2 separate regions of the Zea mays genome follow, and region 1 is linked to region 2. The links are chromatin contacts, called in public Hi-C maps. All regions are on one chromosome and are shown on one strand. Each heading gives the region's core, a stretch centred on a gene start, on an enhancer-like site or on the middle of the called end of the contact. The rest is flanking DNA. Distances are from core to core; before and after follow the strand shown. Region 1 holds the start of LOC542309 (G-box binding factor 1). Region 2 holds the start of LOC100382638.

Evidence for each region. Hi-C and Micro-C count contacts between places; a contact is called where the count stands out from the background.
Region 1: a contact with region 2 is called in a Hi-C map of tassel, with 1.9 times the contacts expected there. The contact joins the promoter of LOC542309 here to the promoter of LOC100382638 in region 2. A contact is called at or near these places in 2 of 25 Hi-C or Micro-C datasets (bundle sheath and tassel).

Annotation. Positions count from the first base shown.
Region 1 is chr6:176,805,672-176,812,208 of Zm-B73-REFERENCE-NAM-5.0, reverse strand. LOC542309 (G-box binding factor 1) reads right to left here and starts at 3,396. Exons shown (of 12, transcript NM_001136956.1): 1 at 3,275-3,396; 2 at 2,319-2,394; 3 at 1,960-2,004; 4 at 1,793-1,882; 5 at 1,637-1,720; 6 at 561-697; 7 at 410-455; 8 at 253-295. The coding sequence starts at 2,378.
Region 2 is chr6:176,646,790-176,654,094 of Zm-B73-REFERENCE-NAM-5.0, reverse strand. LOC100382638 reads left to right here and starts at 3,544. Exons shown (of 1, transcript NM_001175362.1): 1 at 3,544-5,426. The coding sequence starts at 3,650. The coding sequence ends at 4,819.

The DNA of each region.
Region 1 (6,537 bases), core at 2,147-4,646, 160 kb before region 2:
GATGCACAGAACATGGTTTGATCTAGTTACTACCCCCTGAAGCAACTGAAAGGTTTTGTGCAACTATTGTCAAAAGGAAAACATGCACGCGGGACCACTGAAGAAGGCATAGTAGAAGAGAACAAGATGACCAATTTGGCAGAATGACTGATTATATTAGGTAACATCTCTGCCTCTAACAAGTATTGGCGAGAAGTAATGACTAGCATGGTATCTATATACACTGAAAGACTTGTTAGAGAAGTAAAATACCAGGTCCACCATCTGAGCTCCGCTTCCTGGACGTTTCGTTCACCTGAGTTATGCAAAAGTTCAGTGTAATGATGAACCACCCCACAATCCAGAGGACTCAAAAAATTAAAACAAATATATTTCAAAGCATATCAACTGAGTGCGCAGAATACCATACATTCTGATCGTTTACATCGCTTGAGCCTTCTGCACTGTAATCTTCACTGGATAAATAGTCAGAAAATATAACTTCAGTTTACCAAAAGAGAACAGGAGGGGGCTGGGGGCAGTAAAAGAATCCACAGACAGAAGCAAAATGTATGCCATACATGGATGACACTGTTCTTTTACTGTTACCACTGCCAGCAGACACTGCAGTCCGATCTATTTCCTTAAGTTTCTTATTGGAATTTTTCTCCTTGCTATTTGTAGATTTGGCTGGCTCCACGCTCATTGGAGTTGACATCTTGAAAGCAGCATGAGAACATCAAATTGATAACATTGATTAGAATGGAAAACTTCAAAAACGAATGATTTATTCTTAGTGATTAAGACAAAGATGAACATAATAACTTTAGAAGGAACTAAAGGAGATTAGTAGATCGTCCAAGGGCATGATGAAGTGTAAATATATATTTTTTGAACGTAGACAGGCAGGATCTGCCATTTATTTAAAAATAGGGGAAGAGGCTTAAGCCAACAACTGTATACATTGTTAAACATGCATAAATACGAGAGGAAGGAAAGACTAACAAGAATTTACAGCAAAAAGCTAAGTGCTCTGTAGGATCTCCTTAAGGTGTCTTGCACCTGCACTGCCCCAAGTCGTGGCCTGCTCCTTTATCTTTGTCACAAGATAGATTGCCAAAGAGTGTCTCCGATTGAAATTCTTGCATTTCGCTCCTTCGAGATTTCCCAGGTTACAGAATTGGGATCGAACAAAATGCCTTTCTAGGACACCCTTTTGAGTTTTGAGTGTACAACCTCATTCCACCACTCTGTCACCGATATAAAATTTTCACATACCCCACGAGGCTCCAAAACAGCCGCAAGCCAGGCATATATCTTGTCCCAGATCCGAATGGAGTAGCGGCAATGGATGATTAATAAGTGCGCAGCATCTTCTGCTGGTAGGGCAAGCCTCGGGCAGCTAATATAAAATAGAGCTAGATGCACAGTGCAGATCCTTTGTTCTGATGAGGCTACAAAATTACAGGTTATGGACAACATTCTACATGCTGTGCATCAATGGTGAACTACAGACCAAAAGAGTAGAAATGTTGTCCAACTATAATCAAGTTTTACTTTCCATTTCCTACATTGAATGGCTTGGTCACTTGATCAGCCAAGTTTGGACATATATAGTGTGCTTAATTAAACAAAAAATGTCCATAGGCATCATTACCATGGGCACAAGGGGGTGTGGGTAAGCTCCACCATGTGGGTATACTGCAGCATATGGTGTCCCGAAAGGGGGTGGCATTATAGGCTGTAGAGACACAGAGAAGGGGAATTAGATTTTACTCAGCATATTATGGATACGGAGATCAAGCTCAAATACCTGAGGACCCCACATATATGGCGGTGGATGACCTGGAGCTATTGCAGGAGTAAAATATGTTGGTGGCAAGACACCAGGGCCATAATATGCCTGTGAAATATCGTGCTTATTGCTTAGACCACCCTGTTCCAACGAGGTGGGAGTGCAGCAAAGTACTCAAATTCTACCTGCATGGTTGACCAATCAGGATATGGAGAAGGAGTTGGGTAATCCTGCAAATAGAAATAATTGATGAGACACTAAAAAATTAACTAGTCAGAAATAAATTATGTTATCATTCCTTGTAAGATCTCAAAAACAGCAATAAGAATGAGCATGACCAGGCAAGATTCACTATGCATGTCATATTGACAGATTAAGAACACATGTGACATGTAGGTCTGAAGGGAAGTGGTTCAGTTATGTCCTTGCTTCAGTTTTAAGAGAAGTTCTAATTGTATGCATGAGTTGGCTTCGAAATTGTGAGTAAGCACTATTTAATCATATTTTCGAAACAATACTACTACTAAATATCAGAAATTATTACCTTAGAAGGAGATGTTGTATTTCCAGTCTTTTGGGTAGCCACAGCTTCATCCTGAGCCATGACAGTATCTGCTAGTCTGTCATGTAAAAGTTCAGATTATCACAACATACAATTTACTCATTTTTTCAATAGTATAGTAAAATAACATAGAAATATACAATTCAGCCAGCCAAAATAATACTAAATGAACTTAAAAATAAATACCTTTTTCACTCGTACAAACCTTTGACCTATGCAGCGAAATCTTATATTCCAGTTGAACACTGCAGACCAGATTGGTCCTGTGCTATCTGAAATGAGATCTGAACTGAAGCCTTTTCTACGGCCCACCTAGCTCTCTTCACGCAAAGGGTGACAGAGACAGCAAAAAACTTAAAGAAAAAAATGGTTTAAAATCTTGACGCAGAACTATCTAAAACGGTAATAATTTGCTAATCGCTCTCCATAAGTTACACCCAAAGAGTTACAGGGCGAAAGAAACCACTTCACCAGTTAATAAGCTAAGGATGCATGCAAAGCTTCAGACGAAGCTTGCATCACCAGCTTCGATGAGATGCAGACGAGTGATTCAACGACTGTAGGTGGGAATGGAATACACATAATGGGTCTGACCAGTATAGAGCTTGCGCCGCTGCTGACGCGACGATGCTGCACTCGAAAGATCAATAGAAAATAATACCTCCTACTGGGACATAACTGTGTCGCTGTTTTAAACATGTGCAGCTGGGATTCAGTGCATCATGCACCAACTCTCGGGGTCTCCGTGATGAATATGTGCATAACTCGAATTTAGCCATCGTAATAATAATCATCGCCCACGAACTACTCTAATATAAACGACGAGGCTAAGCCAAATAACTGGATGCAACTGGATGCTGCATGAATCCGCGCAGAGAGGCGGGAGAAATCAACGCATTGCCCGCAGAATTGAAACTGGGAGCCATCTCAATTCTCACCTCGTCAAATCAGGTGGTGGTTCCGCTCGGGAGCGAGGCGCCACGGATCAGTCGGAGCCGCGAGGCCAGATTGATCCAATCAGGAAGGAGAGAGAGACCGCGAGGGGGCAGGTGGGTACGACAGGGAGAGAGGCGGCGAGGCAGGGGAGAACGGGAGCGAGTGGGGGAGGACAGAGGAGGAATGGGACGAGGGGAGGGGAGAGGGAGAGGCGCGCCAAAGGCTTGAGCCACGTCACGAGACACGTGTCGGTGATAAGGACTGGGCCACTGGGTCGTGTCGGCCTGGAATACCTGCTACACGCACCTTGGATTGCGTCCCACGTACTTGCTCGGGCCCACTTGGTTTTTTTAGAGTTAAGACCTTGGCACCCAACAGTTCCCCCGTCGCTAGCATGGTCATTGGTCCTCTAGCTAGTTGTGATTCGTCCACAATTAATGGCCTTAAAAAGCCAAAACTCTAGACCTTTATATAATCTTTAAATTCGATAGAGCGATACATTACAGTACGCGAAACTTTCATCGAAACGGAGTGAAAGACCGTAATTTGTGTACGTTTCCATTGTGCACTTTGGAATATGGTTGGAACCCTGGAGATGGGCAGATGGCAATGGCATGGCCAATGCTGCAAGTGAAGTGGGGAGGCAGGAGGGTGAGTGGCTGACGGACGGTGAGCTGGGCGACGGATGCGGGAGCCGGGAGGGGCCCATTTGTTTATTCCTCGTCACACCACCGCCGGTGTACCACACGGTAACGTGTCGACCGCCTCGCCGGTGTACGCGTCGCCGCCCGGCGTGCGGCGTGCCTCGGTGGCCAGCTTTGCATCCCAGTCATGTGGGTGACGTGGTGGCCGCATCCCGGATGGGCCCCCCCGCGGCCGGAATAAAATACTTTCCCGAGACCAGGAACGCAACGCAAATATTCCGAGGCGACGAAAGAGGATCATTTTCTTCACGCGCACGAGGACTTTGCCTTTCTCCGGTCGACGGGACCCATGCGCGCACGGGCCCACAGGTCAGCCTTTGCTGCGAGAGAAGGGCAAACGTGAGCGTCAACGCGCCACGTCGAAGCCCATGTGCGCCTGCGTATGAGTCAGGAGGCGATTGAACCACGTAGCCCGCACCCCGCAGTACTATAGCCGTGGGGGCCCACGGGAGCAACGAGACGTCACTGACTAGGTGACAGCTCAGGGACCTAGCTAGCTTATCCTGACTTGGGAGGTGGATGGGTGATCCCACGTGGGTTTGTTGCATTGGGCCAACCAGCTTTTGCTTCTCAAAAAAAAAGTCTAACAAAAAAGAGTTATTTTCAAAGTTTGTTTTTTTTTCAAAATCATCTATTTATATTTTTTTGAACCAAATAACATAGATCGTAACTCTGACTTTCTAAGTTGCGCTCAAACATATTAGGACACATTAATGCCTGGTGGCCCATATATGGTACCCACCGAAATGTATTAGGACACACTCATGTCTGATTGCCCATATATGGTACCCATCGAACACGTTTGATGCTACCGCAACACCAACATCTCACTTGTTCAATCGCTTTTTAAGTTGGATTTTGTTTTAAACTTTGCATGGACCCTCTTGGATTTATCCATCACTAGTTTTCAGAATTGTGCACCACTACACCTAACTAAGGTTTGCCTATGTTAAGCTATTTGTTTCATGTCATCCTTTATAGTACAACTACAGAAAAATAAAGTCTTATCACACTACTCTAAGGTATCGTTTGGTTCACAACTGTAACGTAAATGACAGCGGTAATGATTCACACTCGTGTGACAACATTAATAAGTTTGAATAGGCTGGTATTAGTTTTCAATGTGGTATCTAATTACAATTAGACCTAAACAAACATTAATAAGCTTGACTAAAGCTCGCTAATATCATTGAGCTACATAGCACGGACAGGAGAGACCAGTCGGAGGTAGTCGCTATTGGACCGGTAAGAATGTACTCTACCAATTCTTCGTATTATATAGAAAAGGCCAACTTCAGACATCTCATCACCCATGAATTTCGTTTTGTCCAAAGTATTCAAAAAATAGATAGATTGCACTTTTGCTATTTGCTAGGGTCAACCGTATATTGACGATCCTTGCACTTGTTTATGAGTCAAAGGAGCCTTGGATCTCTGTCCTATCTTTAACTATGTTTTTTACCAAATAAACTTAAATCAACATGTCTTTTTATAGCGGTAAAAGGAGATAACTTTGGGACTTGTTGATCTATAGCTTTCCAGTCTTCATACCCTGGACTGTCCACCTCAATCTCTTTTCCATCATTGCCCTTCTAGGACATTTTGGCTGGTGACACCTTAGTGTCATCGATCAGGAAGTTGAGCAACTTTGCGTTGTAGATAGCATCCCTAACCTGCATGTGTCATATATAGTGCATGGTTGGACTTCATCAGCTCCACAAAAATGGGTAGGCCAAGGAGATGGTTTGTGGAGGTAGATGACGATGGACTCGTCATGATTTCAATTACCATATAAAAGAATAAAGGTGTTTGGAAGAATCATTGATAGTCCAAACTCAGGTCTACGTACGATGCATGTTGATCTATTGGATAAAGAATAACTCCTCATGGTGGCGTACATAATTAGGAACCGATTTTGAGTCTTAGATAAGTACAATATGGATTTGAACTATATTCTAGTCTATATGAGGATCAAAACATCTACATAATTACAACTCCTTTTCCTATACAATACTCGATGATAGGTTGTCATCAATCACCAAAAATAGAAATTGAAAACATCTATGCTCTAGTTTGGTTTTGGTAATTAATGATAATATAAAATTATTGTAGCCAAAGAATGTTTTGTAGAAACAAGGTTGGTTAGGTCATAATAATTGAAGATGACTGGGATTACGTGGTATTCATGCCTTAACGATGAAAATGAATGGTCATTTTTTAAAGGATGATCGAGAATGTTAAGGACTACCTAGTTCTAAGTGTCCATAGAGTTGGTAGACACTTAGGCGTCGTTTGGTTCACAATATTGTAATGTGATGGTTGCTACAGTTGTTCGGACTGTTGCAACTGCAATCATAGTGGAAAAATATTGTGGAAGTTGCAACCACAACTGAATTAAAGCCGCATCAAGATGCAGCCAACCTCGACTAAGCCCCTTCGCCATGTGTTCAGGTTAAGGTCCTCCGAGTATGGCGTTCTCGATGTCTTCTCTGCTTAGGGCGTAGCTAAGCCTCCTCTCCATATCCTTGTCAAGATTTCCAGGGACACAGCCGGATTAAAGC
Region 2 (7,305 bases), core at 2,295-4,794:
ACCCCCATCAGCATAAAGCTGCAAAGGCCTGATGGGTGCGACTAAGTCAGGGATCAATCCATTCGAGCGACTCGATCACGCCTCGCTCGAGCCTAGCCTCGGACAAGGGCAGCCGACCCCAGAGGATTTCCGTCTCGCCCGAGGCCCCCCTCCAACGGCGAACATATTTCCGGCTCGCCCGAGGCCCTGCCTTCGCTAAGAAGCAACCCTGACTAAATCGCCGCACCGACCGACCAAGTCGCAGGAGCATTTAATGCAAAGGTGGCCTGACACCTTTATCCTGACGCGCGCCCCCCGGCAGAGCCGAAGTGGCCGCCGTCACTTCGCCGCTCCACTGACCGGCCTAACAGAAGGACAGTGCCGCCTGCGCCACTCCGACTGCGGTGCCATTTGACAGAGTGAGGCTGACAGGCAGTCAGGCCCCGCCGAAGGCACCATAGGAAGCTCCGCTTCGCCCGACCCAGGGCTCGAACTCGGGCTCAGCCCCGGAAGACGGCGAACTCCGCTCCGCCCGACCCAGGGCTCGGACTCGGGCTAAGTCCCGGAAGACGGCGAACTCCGCTCCGCCCGACCCAGGGCTCGGACTCGGGCTAAGTCCCGGAAGACGGCGAACTCCGCTCCGCCCGACCCAGGGCTCGGACTCGGGCTAAGTCCCGGAAGACGGCGAACTCCGCTCCGCACGACCCAGGGCTCGGACTCGGGCTAAGTCCCGGAAGACGGCGAACTCCGCTCCGCCCGACCCAGGGCTCGGACTCGGGCTAAGTCCTAGAAGACGACGAACTCCGCTTCGCCCGACCCCAGGGCTCGGACTCCGCCCTGGCCTCAGCCGACGACCTCTGCCTCGCCCGACCCAGGGGCTCGGACTCGGCCTCGGCCACGGAAGACAGACTCGACCTCGGCTTCGGAGGAGCCTCCGCATCGCCCAACCTAGGGCGCAGGCCAGCCACGTCAACAGGAGGCGCCATCATCACCCTACCCCGAGCTGACTCGGGCCGCAGGGAACCAGACCGGCGTCCCATCTGGCTAGCTCCGCCAGATAGGCAATGATGGCGCGCCGCATGCTCTGTGACGACGACGGCTCTCAGCCCCCTTATGGAAGCAAGAGGACGTCAGCAAGGACCCAACCGCTCCGACAGTTGTCCCTCCGCCAGGCTCCATCGCTCCTCCGACGGCCACGACATCACGCCAGCTGGGTGCCAAAATCTCTCCGGCTGCCACGACGGCATGTACTTAGGGCGCTAGCTCTCCCCCGCTAGACACGTAGCACTCTGCTACACCCCCCATTGTACACCTAGATCCTCTCCTTACGCCTATAAAAGGAAGGACCAGAGCCCTCTTAGAGGGGGTTGGCCGCGCGGGGACGAGGACGAGACAGGCGCTCGCTTGGGGCCGCTCGCTCCCTCTCCCGCGTGGACGCTTGTAACCCCCTACTGCAAGCGCACCCGACCTGGGCGCGGGACGAACACGAAGGCCGTGGGATTCCCACCTCTCTCACGCCGGTCTCCGGCCGCCTCGCTCTCCCCCTTCGCGCTCGCCCTCGCGCTCGACCCATCTGGGCTGGGACACGTGGCGACACTCACTCGTCGGCCCAGGGACCCCCCGGTCTCGAAACGCCGACATATATATATATATATATATATATATATATATATATATATATATATATATATATATATATATATTAAAGATTGTCAGGTAAAATATTTTGGGATCCTTATATGTCACAAAAAATGTAAGACTATGATCAACAGATTATATATGTATATATAAATATATATATATTTATATATATATATATATATACACACACACACGTATAAAACACTATTTTTGCACGGTGAATTGTACATATTATTTATAAAGTTGAGTTTGAAATGGAAGATAAAATCTCTAGAGCTAATAATTACCTACTAAAAATAACTTTACAACCTTAAAGATTCTAAACAAAACCAGCTAATTACTAGTTAAATCATAGCTAATAGTTAGTTTATTAGCTAGCTCTATGGGTTTAAACAGGGCCTAAGGCTCTTGCACGTGGGAACAACTACAATAGTTCTCTAGAAAAAGCTTCATAAATTTATATTTAGCTAGTTGTTAAATAGTTATTGGAGCTAAAAAAATATTTTGGTTCTAACAGTTCCTCATATTTAAATAATAGTTTGATTTTAAATTTAGTTTTGATAGCCCTGCTCCCATATAATCTGTCTCACGATAAGATCGAGGATAGTGGACATCAAGGACAGAGGTGAAGGTCGATCGACGTGACCTGTTGGGAAGAGATAGTCTAGCGATGTGACATGTGGGTGAGTGATGGTCCGACAGTGCAGGAGAAGGTTATGTCATACATATCGGACATGACTGCCTAACTGCACAAGAAATGAAAAAATGTCAGATATGACTACCTCGCAGTATGGAAAAGAGAGAAAAAAATAAACATCGTAGGTGTGAATGAATCAACGACAACTGTGTTTTAGGAGTTACTATCAAGTTATCAAATTTGGACAGTAAATGTCGTTAGATGGTAAGTAACTAAATTTAGCCATCAAACAAGCACTTAAAAAACTATTGGAGAAGTGTTTTTTTACTTTTTAAATTTAAGATTTAAATAGTTGGCTGCATGTATGTATTATTCATATAGAGAACAAGAGAGGAAACATATATGGTGCACGTGGTGTATATATTAAATTATCACCACTCATTTTAGATCTAACGTCTCTAATTGTTTGGTATATTTTGCTAAGAACACCCTCCAACGTGGTGGTGTGTAGTGGTGGAAGGTGTTATTTGTAAATTGAATGATCAATTAGAGACATTAGATCTAAAATGAGTGATGATGATTTAATATATGCACCATGTGCACCAAACTTTCATGTGCCCGAGATATGTCCTCAACAAGAGAACCTCACTCTTACCTGAGCAAGAAATACGGGATTTCTACAGGGTGCTTCTGCAAAATCTTTAGAAGAAACGATTATTTATCCCCTCTCCTTCTCCGGTCTCCGCAAGAACCCGTGTGCCCCGCTCCGTCCTACGCCACCGCCGCCGGATTCGCTCCCACCTCCGGCGGTCACGCCCGTTACCAACACCCCCACCTCGCGTCGTCCGCCAGCTCCTCTCTGCCGCGGCGCAACCATCTCCATCTCCCACGATTACAGCGACCACAAGACCAGCGACGCCTCCACCAACGAGAAGGATCCATTCAATTCATCCAGTCCACGCACACCCCCGTCTTTGACTCGCACTCCGCTTCCAGATCTAGGCGGGCCGAGGAACGATGAACGGAGGCGCCGCCCCACCATCAGCTGCGGCCGCGGCGACGCCGCCTCACCGGCGGCTGCCGGACTTTCTCCAGAGCGTGAACCTCAAGTACGTCAAGCTGGGGTACCACTACCTCATCACCCACCTGTTGACACTGATGCTGCTCCCGCTGATGGCCGTGATCCTCCTGGAGGCCGGGCGCACCGACCCCGAGGACCTGCGGCAGCTGTGGCTCCACCTCCAGTACAACCTCGTGTCCGTGCTGGTCCTCTCCGCCGTGCTCGTGTTCGGCGCCACCGTCTACGTGCTCACCCGCCCCCGCCCCGTGTACCTCGTGGACTTCGCCTGCTACAAGCCGCCCGCGCACCTCCAGGTCCGGTTCGAGGAATTCATGCGCCACTCCAAGCTCTGCGGCTTCTCCGACGACGCGCTGGAGTTTCAGCGCAAGATCCTGGAGCGGTCCGGGCTCAGCGAGGAGACGTACGTCCCCGAGGCCATGCACGCGCTCCCGCCCCAGCCCACGATGGCCAACGCCCGCGCCGAGGCCGAGACCGTCATGTTCGGCGCGCTCGACAGCCTGTTCAGGTCCACGGGCGTCAGGCCCAAGGACGTGGGCGTGCTCGTGGTGAACTGCAGCCTCTTCAACCCGACGCCGTCGCTGTCGGCCATGATCGTGAACAAGTACAAGCTCCGCGGGAACGTCCGCAGCTTCAACCTGGGCGGGATGGGCTGCAGCGCCGGCGTCATCGCCGTGGACCTGGCCCGCGACATGCTGCAGGTGCACCGCGGCACCTACGCCGTGGTGGTGAGCACGGAGAACATCACCCAGAACTGGTACTTCGGGAACCGCAAGTCGATGCTGATCCCCAACTGCCTGTTCCGCGTGGGCGGCGCGGCGGTGCTGCTGTCGAACCGCGGCGGCGACCGGCGGCGCGCCAAGTACGTCCTGAGGCACGTGGTGCGCACGCACAAGGGCGCGGACGACAGGGCCTTCAACTGCGTGTACCAGGAGCAGGACGGCGAGGGCAAGACCGGCGTGTCGCTGTCCAAGGACCTGATGGCCATCGCGGGCGGCGCGCTGAAGACCAACATCACGACGCTGGGCCCGCTGGTGCTGCCCGTGAGCGAGCAGCTGCTCTTCTTCGCGACGCTGGTGGCCAAGAAGCTGCTGGTGAGCGCCAAGACGAAGCCCTACATCCCGGACTTCAAGCTGGCGTTCGAGCACTTCTGCATCCACGCGGGCGGGCGCGCCGTGATCGACGAGCTGGAGAAGAACCTGCAGCTGAGCCCCGCGCACGTGGAGGCGTCCCGGATGACGCTCCACCGGTTCGGCAACACCTCCAGCAGCTCCATCTGGTACGAGCTCGCCTACATGGAGGCCAAGGGCCGCGTCCGCCGCGGCCACCGCGTCTGGCAGATCGCCTTCGGCAGCGGGTTCAAGTGCAACAGCGCCGTGTGGCACGCCCTGCGCAACGTCAAGCCGTCGCCCGACAGCCCCTGGGAGGACTGCATTGACCGCTACCCGGTGGAGCTCGTCGACGGCTTCCCCGCACACCAATAGTACTAGTATCCGTTCTCTTCTCAATCCCACCCACCCACCCACCCCGGCTCCCCTCCCCTCCACACATCCATCGACAAAGAGATCTTAGCCTCAAATCCCCTAATCTGGCTGGCTGGCTGGCATGGCAAGGAGGGTGCTTTCCCTGGACAAGTGTTCGGCGGCAGCATCGGGTCTTTGGTGTGTACTTGATGGATCATCCCCCAGCTTGTGTCCAAGCGAGGGCGAGCATGGTCCCCCTCCCCCAGCTTGTGTGGCTGCACCTGCACCTGAACCTGCGGTAAGCTTGAGTACGTACTGCTGATGATTGTTGTATGTGCATCTGTCTGTTCAGCCATCGCTGCCAGCCAGTGTCATTTACCGATATTAGCTAGCTAGTGGTCCAGTATCCAGATCACAGAGGAAAGTGCCGTTCCTTCCGTTTCTACCAAAGAAGGTCATGTTGGTGACGAGGAAATCCTGAGTGTCTTGAGTGTGCCCATGGACCATGGACACTCTGTTTGCCGTGTTCGATTGGAAATCTCGCTCTTGCTTGTTTAACTGTACATGGATCACTGGTCTGCCATTGATGAGGCGATGTATGATTTATATCCGTTGTTTTCCCTTCATCAGATTATACTCTTGTTAAATTCGTAAGATCTTGTTCACAAAAGCTGTTTCACTTCTCCATATCAGTTTTGGACCTCGTTGTCGTTGTTCCTTTCGTTGGCACACTAGTTTTTGAGTTTTGACGCTTAGGCTATAGGCTCTTTAGAGCATCTCCAAGAGATTAGTCAAATGGCTCAGCAAGCCAAATTTTGGCTACTCAATAGCAAAATAACTCTACAACAACAGACTAGTCATCCAAGTTGTCAAGCTATCCAGCTCTTCAAATTGGCTCCCTCTCTAGCCAAATTTGGCTAGCCGCTGACTAGCCAAACTAAATACAGAGTCTGTTGGAGTGAGATGCTACATATAGAATGTAATCTTTATGAAGATGTAAATAGAGTGTCATATAGAGCGTCGAAAATAGAGTGTCTCTTAGAGATGCTCTTAGAGCATCCAAACTCTCTATTTAATTTTTTATTGGTCTATCTATAAAGATTAAATTTTATATATAACATTTCATTTCAATAAACTTTCTAACATGAAAGTTAGTTTGACTAGCTAGAGTGGCTAGCCAAATTTGGTTAGTGTGTGAGTTAATTTAGAGAGCTGAATAACTTGACAAGTTAAATAGTTAGTCTATTGAAGAGTTATTTTGTTGGAGAGTTATTTTGCTATTAAGTAACTAAAATTTAGCTTGACAAATTATTTAGCTAGTCTCTTGAGGATGTTTTTATTATAATCTTTATTCTACTTTCTATTTCGAATTCCACTTTATGTTTTCGGTTTTCCTGCTTGTTTTTTTTTCTAGCTGAAGAGAAAAAAATTGTAAAACCGACAACGGACCTGCAGCCACGTGCACCAAGGCAAGACCTGCATCTACAGTTTTTGCCCCCTTTTTATATAGGGCGTGTTCGGCTGGCTACAAGCCGACACTGTTGCAGCTGTTTGGACTGCTGCAGCTGCAATCCATAGAGAGAAAAATACTGTAGAAGCCGCAGCCGCAGCCGGATTGCAGCCGCAGCAAGCCGCAGCGAACAAGCTGATATATGCGAAACCAGTGCAAGACCCTTGGTCAAAGATGGAGCATCGATGCTGCTGTGTCTGCTCACCATGTTCTTGTGCTGGCTGCTGGGCTAGGCCTCCTCTGACTCCGTCATCTTGTCTTGCCAAATGTGCAAGCTTGCATGTTAATTAAGTACTACCTTCGATTTAGTTTATTTATTATTTTACATATAGGTATATAGATACAGTAGTAAACTAGTAACTTCGAGATTTTGGGGAAAAGGAAGGGGAAATCGTCATGTTGGCAGGGAGGGCCCTAGCGCCTCAAGTTTCTCTTGCCGGTTTAGCAAGGCCAGCCCGTCTGCACTTGCCAAGGATCCTAACGCTTGGGCCAGGGCGCGGGGCTAGTTTTGGTAATGGAGAGCCCAAGCCATGAATGCAAAATGAAAGGGGAAGACCAATATCGCCAGATGGGCCGAGTGGATGAGCTAGCTGGCTTTCCGGTTCAACTGTTCACATCACAGTACTCTAACACCGTGTGGCTACAGTTATCTTAGCGCCAATATCAATTTTGTTTTTACCAACTTTTAGCTGATATAAAATACGTCATTTTTATTAAAATTTTAATACACCCAAATATATAATTAATTAAATAAAAAACATGTAATTTATGAAACATAAATATAAACTACATAATTCATAAAATATAAATAAAATTTGCGTAATCTATAAAACATAAATAAAAATTACAGAACTTGAAGGTAAATATTTAATTTGTTAAAAGATCGTTTGACCTTTTTTCCCAAAATTTTGAGATTTTTTAAACTTTGAATAGTAAAAAAACGCGAAGCTGAAATGGCACACAGGTAGATCAATTTGAACGCGTCACGATGCTAAAG